Regions from separate parts of the Zea mays genome. Here region 1 is linked to region 2. The links are chromatin contacts, called in public Hi-C maps. All regions are on one chromosome and are shown on one strand. Each heading gives the region's core, a stretch centred on a gene start, on an enhancer-like site or on the middle of the called end of the contact. The rest is flanking DNA. Distances are from core to core; before and after follow the strand shown. Region 1 overlaps LOC103638427 (ubiquitin carboxyl-terminal hydrolase 9). Region 2 holds the start of LOC100382939.

Evidence for each region. Hi-C and Micro-C count contacts between places; a contact is called where the count stands out from the background.
Region 1: a Hi-C map of leaf shows a contact between it and region 2, with 5 times the contacts expected there. The contact joins the enhancer-like site here to the promoter of LOC100382939 in region 2. A contact is called at or near these places in 7 of 25 Hi-C or Micro-C datasets (bundle sheath, ear, endosperm and 2 more).

The regions. Positions count from the first base shown.
Region 1 is chr1:125,634,515-125,641,013 of Zm-B73-REFERENCE-NAM-5.0, reverse strand. LOC103638427 (ubiquitin carboxyl-terminal hydrolase 9) reads left to right here. Exons shown (of 13, transcript XM_008661345.3): 11 at 1-347; 12 at 460-736; 13 at 839-1,546. The coding sequence ends at 1,015. Among protein-coding and RNA genes, the nearest start is that of LOC103638427, 21 kb to the left of the region's middle. Within about 2 kb of position 1,648, at least 11 of the 20 cell types and tissues checked have an H3K27ac peak or open chromatin away from gene starts, as enhancers often do. A contact at or near this core is called in bundle sheath, ear and leaf, where this site is marked.
Region 2 is chr1:125,219,744-125,225,738 of Zm-B73-REFERENCE-NAM-5.0, reverse strand. It overlaps LOC100382939, which reads left to right and starts at 3,430. Exons shown (of 1, transcript NM_001175625.1): 1 at 3,430-4,646. The coding sequence starts at 3,628. The coding sequence ends at 4,263.

The DNA.
Region 1 (6,499 bases), core at 399-2,898, 420 kb before region 2:
AATGGCACCACCAGTGAGGAGGGTCTCTCTACATCAAGATCAAGGGAGGACGATAATGCAGCTGACAATGAGCTTTTACCGTTTCAGCTTTCATTGACTGATGAAAAAGGTAGTACAAGAAATGCTATAGACATGGATTCTAATCGTGTTCTAGGACTAGTTATTAGGGTTTTGATGGATTGGGGTGAGAAAGAGCATGGGATGTACAATATTGATCACATGGATGTACTTCCTGAAGTCTTCAAGCCTGGTTTTATGTCAAAGAAGACCCGTCAAGAAGCAGTCAATTTATTTTCATGCTTGGATGCTTTTCTGAAGGAGGAGCCTCTAGGGCCAGATGATATGTGGTTAGTAATTTTCTGGCACTGTTAACTGAGATGCTTCTGCAAACTGCCCTCATCTGAAATCAACCTTTTGTTGATGTTTGATGGATTTTACTTTTGTCATGCCTCTAAACAGGTACTGTCCTGGGTGCAAGGAACACAGGCAAGCTAGCAAGAAACTGGACTTGTGGAGGTTGCCTGAGATATTGGTAGTTCATTTGAAAAGGTTCTCGTACAGCCGGTATATGAAGAATAAGCTTGATACATTTGTGAACTTTCCGATCCATGACCTCAATATGAGCAAGTATGTGAAGCCTACATCAAGAGGTGACCAGCACCCCGTGTATGAACTCTATGCAGTGATAAATCATTATGGCGGTCTCGGTGGTGGACACTACTCTGCATATGCGAAGGTACCTGCATTTTTGTGTCGCTGTTAAATTATGTATGTATATATGTTTGCATTATTGTATGCGTGCTTGCCAGCTTCCTGAACTGTATACTGTCACTTGCAGCTAGTTGAAGAGGACAATTGGTATCATTTTGATGACAGTCATGTTTCCTCTGTTAATGAGGATGAGATCAGGCGATCTGCAGCATATGTTCTTTTCTACCGACGAGTTGGAGGTTCAAGTACAGCGGCAAACGGTGGTCCAGTTGACATTGAAATGGTTGATTCGCTAGAGACATAGTTCCCCAGATCAAAGCCTGAGTATAACATGTGGATCGAGATATGGAGATCAGAAGAGTTATGGAATTTGCATGTCTGCTCCGGAATGGAATATTTGTGTATGAAGCCTTTGACATTTTGAGGCATGGCAGACAACTGAGGTCGAAATAGCGTGGTAGCTTGGATCTGCACATCTATATGATTGAGGGCCTGGTGTTTAGGATTATAATCTGCCCAGATTATATAACCTATCTTATTTTGAACTAAGTGTTAGTTCAAAATAAGTTAGATTATATAATATGGACAAATTATATTCCCAATCAAACAGGCTATGATTGGACTTACTGATACCCATTTGAGTAGAACTGATCTTGACAGGTATCCGAGAAAACGATGACCTTAATTGAAAATTTTGCTGATACGCTGATGCAGCACTTAGGGTCTACTATTGTTATTGGTGTAGCCAAGGGATTGCAACTGGGAAAAATGGTGTAAAAACGCTGCATATTTTTTTTTGCCTAAGCTACAGCTGTGCTACAGCAAATTTTGATTACGGTTGTTTTTTTAAAATGCCCAATCATCAGCACTTAGCCTTATTCGGTGTGATTGGTTGAGTGGAGTGTGGCCTGCCTCATGTGAGCTTGGCTCGTAGGAAACGGGACGCTCGCTGCGTACTTACCCATGCAGCCGGAGGTGATCATTTTGGCCTCCGCTGCAGCCCCGGTGCAGAGCCTTGCGTGCAAGCAACCAGGAGCTGCCCTTTGGTCAATTCATCTAGAGAGTCTGAATAAGTAAGCACAGGTAACCAATCACACCAGGAGCTGCCCTTTGGTCAATTCATCTAGAGAGGCTGAATAAGTAAGCACAGGTAACCAATCACACCGATTGTGATTCCGTGTGCTTCCCCAATCACACCGATTGTGATTCCGTGTGCTTCCCCATCCCTATTTATTCGTCGGGGAAAAATTTTCCCGTTTACATTCCTGCGGGGAAGTAACCTCTCCATCCTCATCCTATAAGGGCTAGTTTGGGAGTCTAAAAACTAGAGGGGATTGGAGGGGCTAAAATCTCCTCATTCAAAATTGAATAAGAAGGGAATTTTAGCCCGTCCAATCTCCTTTGGATTTATGGCTCCTAAACTGGCCCTAATAGAAGAATTCGCCACGGGGGATCGGGTCTCCATTGCCATCTCTATTCAGGACTATGATTTCGTGGGGTTGGTATAAAATTATTCACCATGTAACTAATTACACAATGTAACATTTCGTTTTGTTCTATTTTTTCACATGCAAATTGTTTTCTTCGTACCGCACCATGCCTCTCCCTGCGTAGACCGTCGAGGCGCTCTTCGATCTCTACTTTGTACTTGTAGTCGACGTGTAGGTGGTCGTCCACTCGGAGATGGCCCTCCTCGTCCACGTGCTCCCCAAGGAGCGTCCCGCTGAGCAAGCCGAACGCCATGGGCCGACACGGTCGACCTCCAGTGTCTCCCTTGTCGATGTGGTAAGGGTCTGTGTCCGGGGTCACCGATGCGAAGTCCATAATTTGGTCTAGCAGCACGATGACGTTCTTGGACCACAGTCACTTGGGCGCCTTGGCCGACGCCCGGGCGCCCATGAGCTTGAGCAGCCGCGGTGCGTCGTGGACGTCACACGCTTCTCAGGGCTCTACGTCACTCAATTTTTCAGTGCTCGAGCTAGGTTATAAGTTAAACATACCAAAAAATTGTTAAAATTTAGGCTTCTTTGGCTGTGGAGAAGGTGTATTCCTTGATAGCTATGCAGAAGGTGGATCCCTTGCTGGTGGCGTAAACAGTAGGTCACAGAGAGGATGAGTATGGGGGTGGAGAAGGTGGTGGAGCCCTGAATGGCGATGCTTGTGGCGGAGACGGTGGGTCAGAAAGAGGATGAGCAGCACCAAGTGAAGTTTGAGGAGGTGATGACGGTTGTATAATATGATCTAGATGTGATGACTCTTGCGTTAGGGGTCGGACATGTGACAATGACGGTGGTGGATCATCCAATTGGACATCCCGTCAAGGCCAAAGGATGAAATTCTTGATAGCATGTCCAAGTGTCTCAATACCTTCTGGCCTAGGGATGTCTAGCATGTCGTCCTCGGATCCTTGGATGACCGTCATGACTTCTATCCTGTAATAATCTTCTATAATTTTGTCTCCATGGAAGTTGCGTCCTAGGATCGCAAGGTCTGTGGCTACTTTCTTCATACGAATATTGTTAATACCATATCTTATAACTAGGGTGCACCCCATAGGCCTTGTGATGTCATCAACTGGATAACAGACCTTATTTCCCATAGACGCGACAGAGCATGGGACAGTTGTACAATCTATGGAAGATGGCGGTTGAGCTTCTGGAATTAGTTGCATCTGTGGAGGTTGAGTGGTCATCTGTTGAATAGACACCACACTCGCCAATTGTTGCATCAATTCTAGAGGAGGATTCGACAACATTTGAGACATTAGGTCTGAAAGGATCACGATGCCCAAGAGGGAGGGTGGTGGTGAATTGGGCTTTTCTAAAATTCTTACAAAAGATTAAACCCTAAACAAGAGCTCAACTTCACCCAATCTACTAGCAAGAAGTAAAAGCTATGAAATGGAGAACAAGACTAAGTCATTATGGCAAATACTCAAAGTAAAATGCACAAAGTGAATGTAAAAAGTACTGTAAAATGCTCAAAGTACTGAGGTATCGAAGAGTCGACACTCTCCACTAGTCTTCGTTGGAGCACCTGTGCAAGGGTATCACTCCCCCTTGGTCCTCGCAAGAACCAAGTGCTCACTATGAGATGATCTTTTGCCTCTCTAGCGCGGTAGATCCCTCACGACCACGTACAACCATTGAGTCGGGTCACCAACAAATCCTCCGGGGTGATCACGGAGCTCCAATCACCACTGAGCCATCTAGATGATGCCGATTACCAAGAGTAACAAGCCATAGACTTTCGCTTGACCAAGAGAAGCCTAATGCATGCGATGTGTGCTCTAGGTGGCTCTGATGCGCACTAATGAGGTCCTACCATGGGATTATGATTTTGCTAATCACCTCACTAGGCTTTATGGACTTGCAATGCTCTAGCAATAAATTCTAGGTGGCTGGGGCAGCAAGACATTCAATATGGCTGGTGGAGGGGGTATAAATAACGCACCCACAAAAACTAGCCGTTGCAAACTCTACTGAGCATGGGCGCACCGGACAGTCCGGTGTGCCACCGGTGCATATCCAATGGCTAGTTCTCATAACTAGCCATTGCTTTAGAGTTGCATCGGACATAGCACATTAGCTGTCCGGTACAACCGGACAGTCCGGTGCAGGCCAAAAAATCAGCTGTCAGAACTGTTTGCTCTCGGGTTTCTGGGCTTCTCAGGGTTTCCTCTCAGGCGCTCTCGGGCAAACTGTCCAGGGACCACCGTACAGTCCAGTGCACACTAGACAGTCCTATGCCCCTAGGGTAGCATCCCTACTTTCTTTTCTTGAGGTTTCCTAATCCAATTTCGATTCTAGCTTGTGAGTGAGTTCTAGAGTGACACCTAGCACTAGTTTTGAGTGTGAACATGGACCGACACTACACTAGTTATCTCTTGGTCAAACTACTCATACACAACCCTCTTTATAGTACGACTAAAATAAAAATATAAGTCCTAACTCTATACCAAGTGTCCGACAACTCCTTCGACTCTTAGGATATGAAGACCTTCATCATTTGATTCGCCTTTTTCAGCCATCGCTTCAAGTTCTCATCTGAGGGACTGGTTTCATGGTTGTAGCACAACTTCTTGCATTGTGACCTAACTTACCATTTGCTCTGCAAAACACACATTATTCACAAGTAATCTTACATTGTCATTAATCACTAAAACCAACTAGGGGCCTAGATGCTTTCAATCTCCCCTCTTTTGGTGATTGATGACAACCATACAAGAGTGTGAGAGTATTTAGTTTGATTCCTGTCAACATTAGAAGATTGTTAGTGATATTCAACAAGTTGACAAAAGATAGTCATGTATAGGATATAGGAAGTATAAACACATACATAACATAAAATCTTGTTCAAATAATGTGAATGAAATCCATGAACAAGAGTTTCATGACTGATGAAGAAAGTAAGTGAAAACATATAAACACACACAATCAGCAAAAGATCCTGAGAGCATATCATTGAGTTTGTGAGGCATACAAAAAGCATACAAAAGCGGAGAGTCACATCAGAGAGTATCGTGCATATATTACAACAAAAGACAATGACTCTCTCAACTAACTCTAACTCCCCCTAGCTCTCACAACTCTCATCTCTCCCCCTTTGGCGGTAAGCACCAAAAGGGTTGCCCTAACCTAGATACCAAAAGAAGGAGGAGGGGCAGGTGCATTAGGTCGAGGGCGAGCAGTTAGAGAAAAGGCAAGAAGGGGATCAGAGTTGGTCTTGGATATAAGATCTGCTGTAGAGGCTGGAGCTAGTGTTGACTCTGACGTCGACTGTGATGACTGAGCTACCGGCACTAGAGCTAGAATAGGATCGACCACTGCGGGGGTAGCAACTGTAGAAACTGGTGGCACTAGTGGCTGAGCACTGACAATTCCAATGCCCCAAGTAGAGAAGTCCAGAGTGACTGGCAGGAGAGGCGAGAACATCAGACCAAAGGTGTGCAACTGGTGTCCGAACTGAATGGCTGACACCATAGAAGTCTGAAGAGGTGGTGGTGGAGCTTACTGCACTTGAGGCACATGAACATTGGTGTGCTGAAGAATTTGAGTCATGAACGCTCGATGCTCCACCCTATCTGCCAAGAGATGCTGCTGAAGAGTGTCCTAGCAGTCTTGAATAGTCTGAAACATCAAAAACATCCGCTCAGACATCTACTGCAGGATGGCTACCTGATATGCCTGCTCAGCTGCCAAGTGAGCCTGCTGCTGGGTGGAAGACTTAAGGATGGCTGCCAGGGCTGGATCAATAGCAGGAGGTGTAGAGGGAGGAACAACATTGGAACCACCGGCCTCGTGATCGTGTGAGCAAGGTGGCACATGATGTGGTGGTTGTGGAATCCCTAAGTCCTCATCATCAGAATCTAAAGAAGTGTCATCAACCATACCCTGATCCTCAAGCTGACGGATCGACTCATTGTCAACCTAACACTCGGGGCCCAAAGGATCCATAGGTGTAGAACTGGAGACTAGAGCACTGGGGTGAGCTGCATCCTTAGGTTCCAGGCGGTGGAAACCAACACAAGTCTGGTAGAGTCGAGTGTAGCCTGGAAGTGAGGAGGTCAGATCAGCTGCGCGAAGATATGGTAGAGATAGTGAGTGTAGGGTAGCTGACAACGAGCACGGAGACCATCCAAAACTGTATCCTCTATCTCACAGATCAGAAAGTCAACCACATCGAACACTGAGTGAGACACAAAAGCACCTAAGAGCCAGAGCTGAATGTGAGTGGTGGCCTCTCTGTAGCCCATATGTGGTAGGAAGGTGCGCCTCATCAGCTCATA
Region 2 (5,995 bases), core at 2,181-4,680:
ATTTTGAAGGGACCCAATAGGACACCCTAGTATGTTTATCCTGTTTACCTTGTTTACCCCTGATTCACTTGAGTAGTTTGCTATTGCTCTAAATGGTTTTGGGATTAATATTTCATTATATCCATGTTCCAATTATTCTGTTATTTTATTTATGTTCATGACAAGATCATAATCTTTAATTGGAACATGGACCTTAATTTGAGAAACACGTGCCACCACAAGGGTGGAATGGGACGCCCCTGGCTGACTAATTAGGAAAGCTAGTGGAAGGCTACCTTACCCGAAAGGGGCAAGGGCAGTAGGGGAGTTGCATGCAAGGAGGTTCTCGGGTTGATTTTGCTGAGATGGCGGTCAGACGAGGGATTCTTGCAAGTGCTCTTCCCATAACTGTAGCGGGTTTTCGGAAGCTAGTGGAACTTTGTAAAGGCCTCATAGTGGATCCATAGCCATTCACCTCGGTAGTGTCTAAGGGTCTAGCTAATCCTGGCAACATGGGATATACGACTTGTGGGTATAGGGTACAACCTCTGAAGAGTGTAAAACTGGTATACTAGCCGAGCTCACGGTCATGAGCAGCTCAGGACTCTCGCATGATTAAATGTGGAACCTAAACTCAATTTGTCATTTGCATTTGCATGGGATTCATTATTAATTTTGTTCTATTATTTTATTATGGATTGGTATTCACTTACATTTAGTAACTGCTAATAAAATTTGACCAACTTATTATAAGCAATGCTCAGCTTTAACCTTTACTGTTGATCAGCCTTACACATCACATGAACTCCCACCTTTGGTGAGTTCATGCCACATTATTCCCCACAACTTGTTGAGCGATGAAAATGTGTGAGCTAACCCTTGCTATCTAACACCCCCACAGGAGAAGAACAGGTGGTTCAAGAGGAGCCACAACAAAGAGTTCGATTCGATCTAGGTGGCCTCTCCCAGTTGACTTTCTGGCGCCAAGGATGGATTTTAGATCCTTTTATATTTATCTTTTATTTTGTAAGACTTTCGCTTTGTAATAAATACTTTGATTATTGTGACATTTATCTATATACACTCTGTTATTATATATGTTGTCTTCTTTAGCGCATGTATGAGATGCACCCGACTTTGTTCCTTAAATCCGGGTGTGACAGCAAGTTGCACCGACTTAAGACGTCTCTGACTTAAGCCGATTGCTCTATTAGTAGGGTATAGTAATCACCCTTAAGTCATGTAAGCATGCAGGTATGTTGTGCCGGTTTTAAGTCGTTTTCGACTTAAACCTACTTGTTGGTTGAGAGTTTGTATGCGGCAGAACACAGAAGCTTTATTTATAATGAATCCTTTTGCTTACAAAGTACAGCTTGCTCATTAGAGTCTTGAGATGCTGCTACGGATAGAATGTCTTGAGGTGTTCAATATTCCATGAGTTTCCCACTTTGGTTCCGTCCATTTGGGTAAGTCGGTAGGATCCTGGTCGGGTAACCTCTGCAATGATGAATGACCCCGTCAGCACTCGGCGGAGGACTAGATCTCCTACTGCGAAGGATCGATGTCGCACTACTTTGTCATGGTACCGCCTCAGGGTTTGCTGGTATCTGGCCGATTGAATGACAACATTTAGACGTTCCTCCTCTAATATATCAACATCTTCCAACCTGGTTGCTTCTGCTTCAGCTATGCTTTCAAATGTTAGTTTGGGTGCTCCAAAGATCAAATCCGCTGGTAATACCACCTCCGATCCATATACCATGAAGAATAGGGTGTTTCCATGCAAGGCCCGGCTTGGCTAGGTTTGTAGGCTCCAGACCACATACGGTAGTTCTCTGATCCATTTTCCTGCAAGCTTTTTGCTCTTGTCGAACACCTTTTTCCTGAGTGCATCAAGCATCATCCTGCTGGCTCTTTCCACCTGCCCATCAGCTCTTGGGTGTGCCACTGATGCATACTTGATCTAGATGCTCCTCTACTCGCAGAAATCAAAGAACTCTGAGCTAGTGAAGTTAGATCCCAGGTCTGTGATGATGCTGTTAGGTATCCCAAACCTGAACATTATTTCTTGAATGAACTCCACCGCTTTTGCTGAGGTCAAAGAGGCGATGGGCTTGTACTCTATCCATTTTTAAACTTTTCAATGGCGACGAGTATGTGAGTATATCTTCCTTGAGCTTTTTTTTGAATGGCCTAATCATGTCCAGCCCCCAGCACGCGAAAGGACAGGTTATAGGAATAGTCTGCAACTGTTGGGTGGGCAAGTGTTGATGCTTTGATAGGAAATGACATGCTTCACACTTCTGAATTAACTCTGCCGCATCATACATTGCTGTTGGCCAGTAGAACCCGAACCTGAAAGCTTTCCCTACTAATGTTCTTGATGCTATGTGTATGCCACATTGCCCCACATGAATTTCATCCAACAACTGCCTTCCTGTTGTAACACCCTTGGTGTTTATATTCTGCTCGACAACGAGTACGGATTTAAGCACGTAATATCAGTGGATAAACTGGATGCTAAATTTTAATCATCTTCGCCTATTGCGATTTTAATATCGCATCTGTTTCGTCTGTCGCGAGTTCGACATCGTTTTTATCTATCCGGGCTCTTCCTAATTTTTCGTGATGTTCGGAACATAGTTGTTCCAAAAATCGGTGTGTCCGGTGATTATTTAAAAGTCTTCGCTCACGCGAATACGAATTCGGAAGCTCGACCTACTCTTACGATTTTATCCCGGGCAAATTAATTTTAACTCGGTGACAAAAGTTTTAATGTAAAATTAAATCAGACCACACTCGGAATCCAAGAAAAACCAGACGTAGGGTTGTTAATTGAATTGTTCTCCGATCGAATATTTGGATAGCAGGTGAAATTCGTTTAGGTTCAACTAAATCAAATATCGACTAAAATATCAAATCTGATCTCGTCTGGTTTAATCCGTCCATATCTCGTTCCCGTGACAATGCTGATGTCGTCTCCGAGGGATTGCGACGCCGCATTCGGCTCGCACAGTTTATTTTTTTTTATTTTTAAAGTGTTGTTTTAATTAGATTTGTTTACATCTTGTCTAGGCTCAAATTCTAATATTCTAAAATTCCTTTTACCAAATAAAATATCCTTTTATGATATTTACCACCGCTTAGACTTTATATTGATTTTCTGGCCATCGGCTTTATCTAATTGCGCAAGGCTACACAAATTCATTTTCCTACTGCTCTCTCTCTCTCTCTAAAAATTTTCCCCTGGCCGCACTTTCCCTGCTCGCGCTGGCCTGGGATATTTTCTGAAGCCGCTGCCGTCCTTATCTCCTCTGATTTCTACACCCAGTCGTCCTCATCCGCTTGGGCTGCTGGGAAGACAAAAAAATCTGGCCGCCGGTGGCGTGCTTATCTTCCCCGCGAGCCCTTGCTCCCTGATTTTTTCTTGCTCGCTCCTGAGCCATGGAGTTCCTGTGCGCTCCCTCTGCCCATCTCAATGGCCGACCGCACGGCTTCCATGGCGCACGCTCAGCTCCAGCTCGGCCTCCTTCCCCTAATCTCTCATCACCGCGCGCCCTCTGCTCCTCCCTACTGGCCAGCGCCCAGCGCTGCGCCTAGCTCCCTCCTCTCAAGCTCCCATGCCGCGCGCTGTGCTTCTTGCTCGCCATGGCCTCGCCAAAACCCCAGCCGATCTCCTGTTTCTCTCTCCCGCGGTCCCTGACTTCCCATCGCCGGAGCTCCCTGTCTCGTCTTTGGTACTCGCCTGGCCGCGCCCTTGCTTCCCAGTCCCAGCTCGGAGCTCCTAGCGCCGGCTCGGAGCTCCTAGCGCCGCGGCTTCCTCCTTCAGCTCGGCGCTCATCTCCCTCTCTGCTCGGACCGCGCCCAGCCCCAGCGCCCTCGTCCTCTTTTCTGCGCGCGCCCGGCCGGAGCTCTGCTCTCTCTCGTGGCACCCAGAATTTCCCCCGCACGGATCTCTCTCACAGCCGCGCCCGCTGCTTGCTCCCCATGGCGCTCGGTCTCTACCGCGCGCCCAGCTCCTGTGCACCGCAGTTCGCCCCAGCTCGGCGTCTGCTTCTCTGCTCCCTATTCTGCGCGTCGGTCGCTTCGCTTCTGCGCGTAGCTCCCTGGCCGTCGCGCCCATGCCGGCCAGAGCTCGCTCGGTCGCGGTCTCGTCCCGGCTCCCTGCTGCGCTCGCCCAGATCGCCGCTGTCGAGTTCCATCGCCGAGTGTAGCTCCTGTTGCTGCGTCCTCGTCGCGTTCGTGAAACTGCCGTGGAATTGCATTCGTTTTTCATGTGGGTAGCATGCCATCGTCTTCGTGTTTTTGCAAGTCCCGGCGTGCGCTCGCTCGCCATCCTCTGCTCGACCTCGTCGATGAGCTTCGCCTTGCCGTTGTTCGCCATCCTCTGCTCGGATGAAGTCTGATCGGTGTTGAGAGTTGGTCATGTGGTGGTGTGCGTGAAGCTCGTAATGTACCTGCCAAGCGCTCGACAAATTGTCTAGACCGGAAAATCATTACCGATCTCGCGGATTCGAGTCAGATATTGGAACGGTGAGCTGCTTTGCTATTTTTATTGACTAGTTCAATAAATGAATTGATAGGTATGTATGTCGCGACGAGTATTCCGCTTGTAGCTCAGGCACGTATTTATTTGACGCTTGTAGGAATACGGGGCTACCTGCAGCATGTTAATTGTGTCCCCGATTGCGATGTCGTTATGCTGCATAGCTAAGTTAAGTTTAACGACATAGGTTATGCGAGAATGATTAAATCGGTGTTTCGTATCCGATGAGTGGTCGAAGTAATAAAATGAGGAATAGGTCTAGTGTTTCTAACGACTAGTCGATAGATTCTTTTAAAAATTGATTATGCTAATTTTAATTAAGTGGTTGAATGATGCATTACCTTAGTAGTTATCGAATTCCATTTTTAATGATCAAGTTAAATGTCATATTTGAATTTGGTCACTTAAGTAAATTGTCATGAATAAATATTCATCATTATTTTAATTAGTTTGGAGCAAGTATCACTATCAGGTTCGCTTTAGGTGAATTCTGAAACCTACATAGTAGACTTTACACCTTAATGATTTAACTCTTTAGGATCTAAATTATGATCTTGTGAAAACTCTATGTTTGTTGACTGGTTAAGTGTTATAAATATATAAGGGTTGTTACACAAAATATTTAGGAAGCGAAGAACATTGATAAGTGTATTCCTATGAAAACCCGAGGACTATTAGTGGAGAATGCGCATAAGCGGGTTAGATCTTTGGTTGTTTAGAAGGTCGTTTTGTAGAACTCTATGATATTTGAATTAGAGTTGGTTAAGCTCGAAAGTCGCAGCTATTGTGCTTAATCATACGTCAATAACTAGTGTTTTCGTATGAAACGGTACAACGCCTCGTCGTTAGGTGTTTAATTCGTTATCGCGTAGCACTATTTAGGTGTGTAATATTCCTGTCTATATGCATTCATGTGCATAATGCATTTCATTCAGGTACGTGAATTTACCACGTGATGCGGCGAACCAGAACTGAGTCGACCACAAGATGGTGCTGATGCATGGAACTGAAGATGGACAGACGAAACAAGTATCAGAACAAAAGGCTAATCGCTAAGTGGTCGTCACCTAACAAACACTAACCTAGTGTTATTCATACAAGCCCCGGTGCATGCAACACCTTCCTTGTGTTTTTAAATTATTTTTACACACTTTAAGTCTAGTGAATGTGCATTAGGTTTATAAGAGTTGCTTGGAAACCCTTTGATGCATTGGCTACCTTGAAATCCATTCCTTTTATAGATACTTCTGGTGAAGTATCAAAATATGATTTACAAAAAAAATGCTTAGCCCTGCTTATAAGCAGATAGAGTTTGTCCTTTGCACTTATGCCTAGCTCAGGTTTATCCTTAGGAAGGATGGCTTCTACCTGCAAGAATATTTTCATTGGGAGCATGGTGGGATCTTACTGCAAAGTTCCCTATAATTCTCTTTTCATCCTAAGGAACACAAAACAATCCTTAGGGTGGAA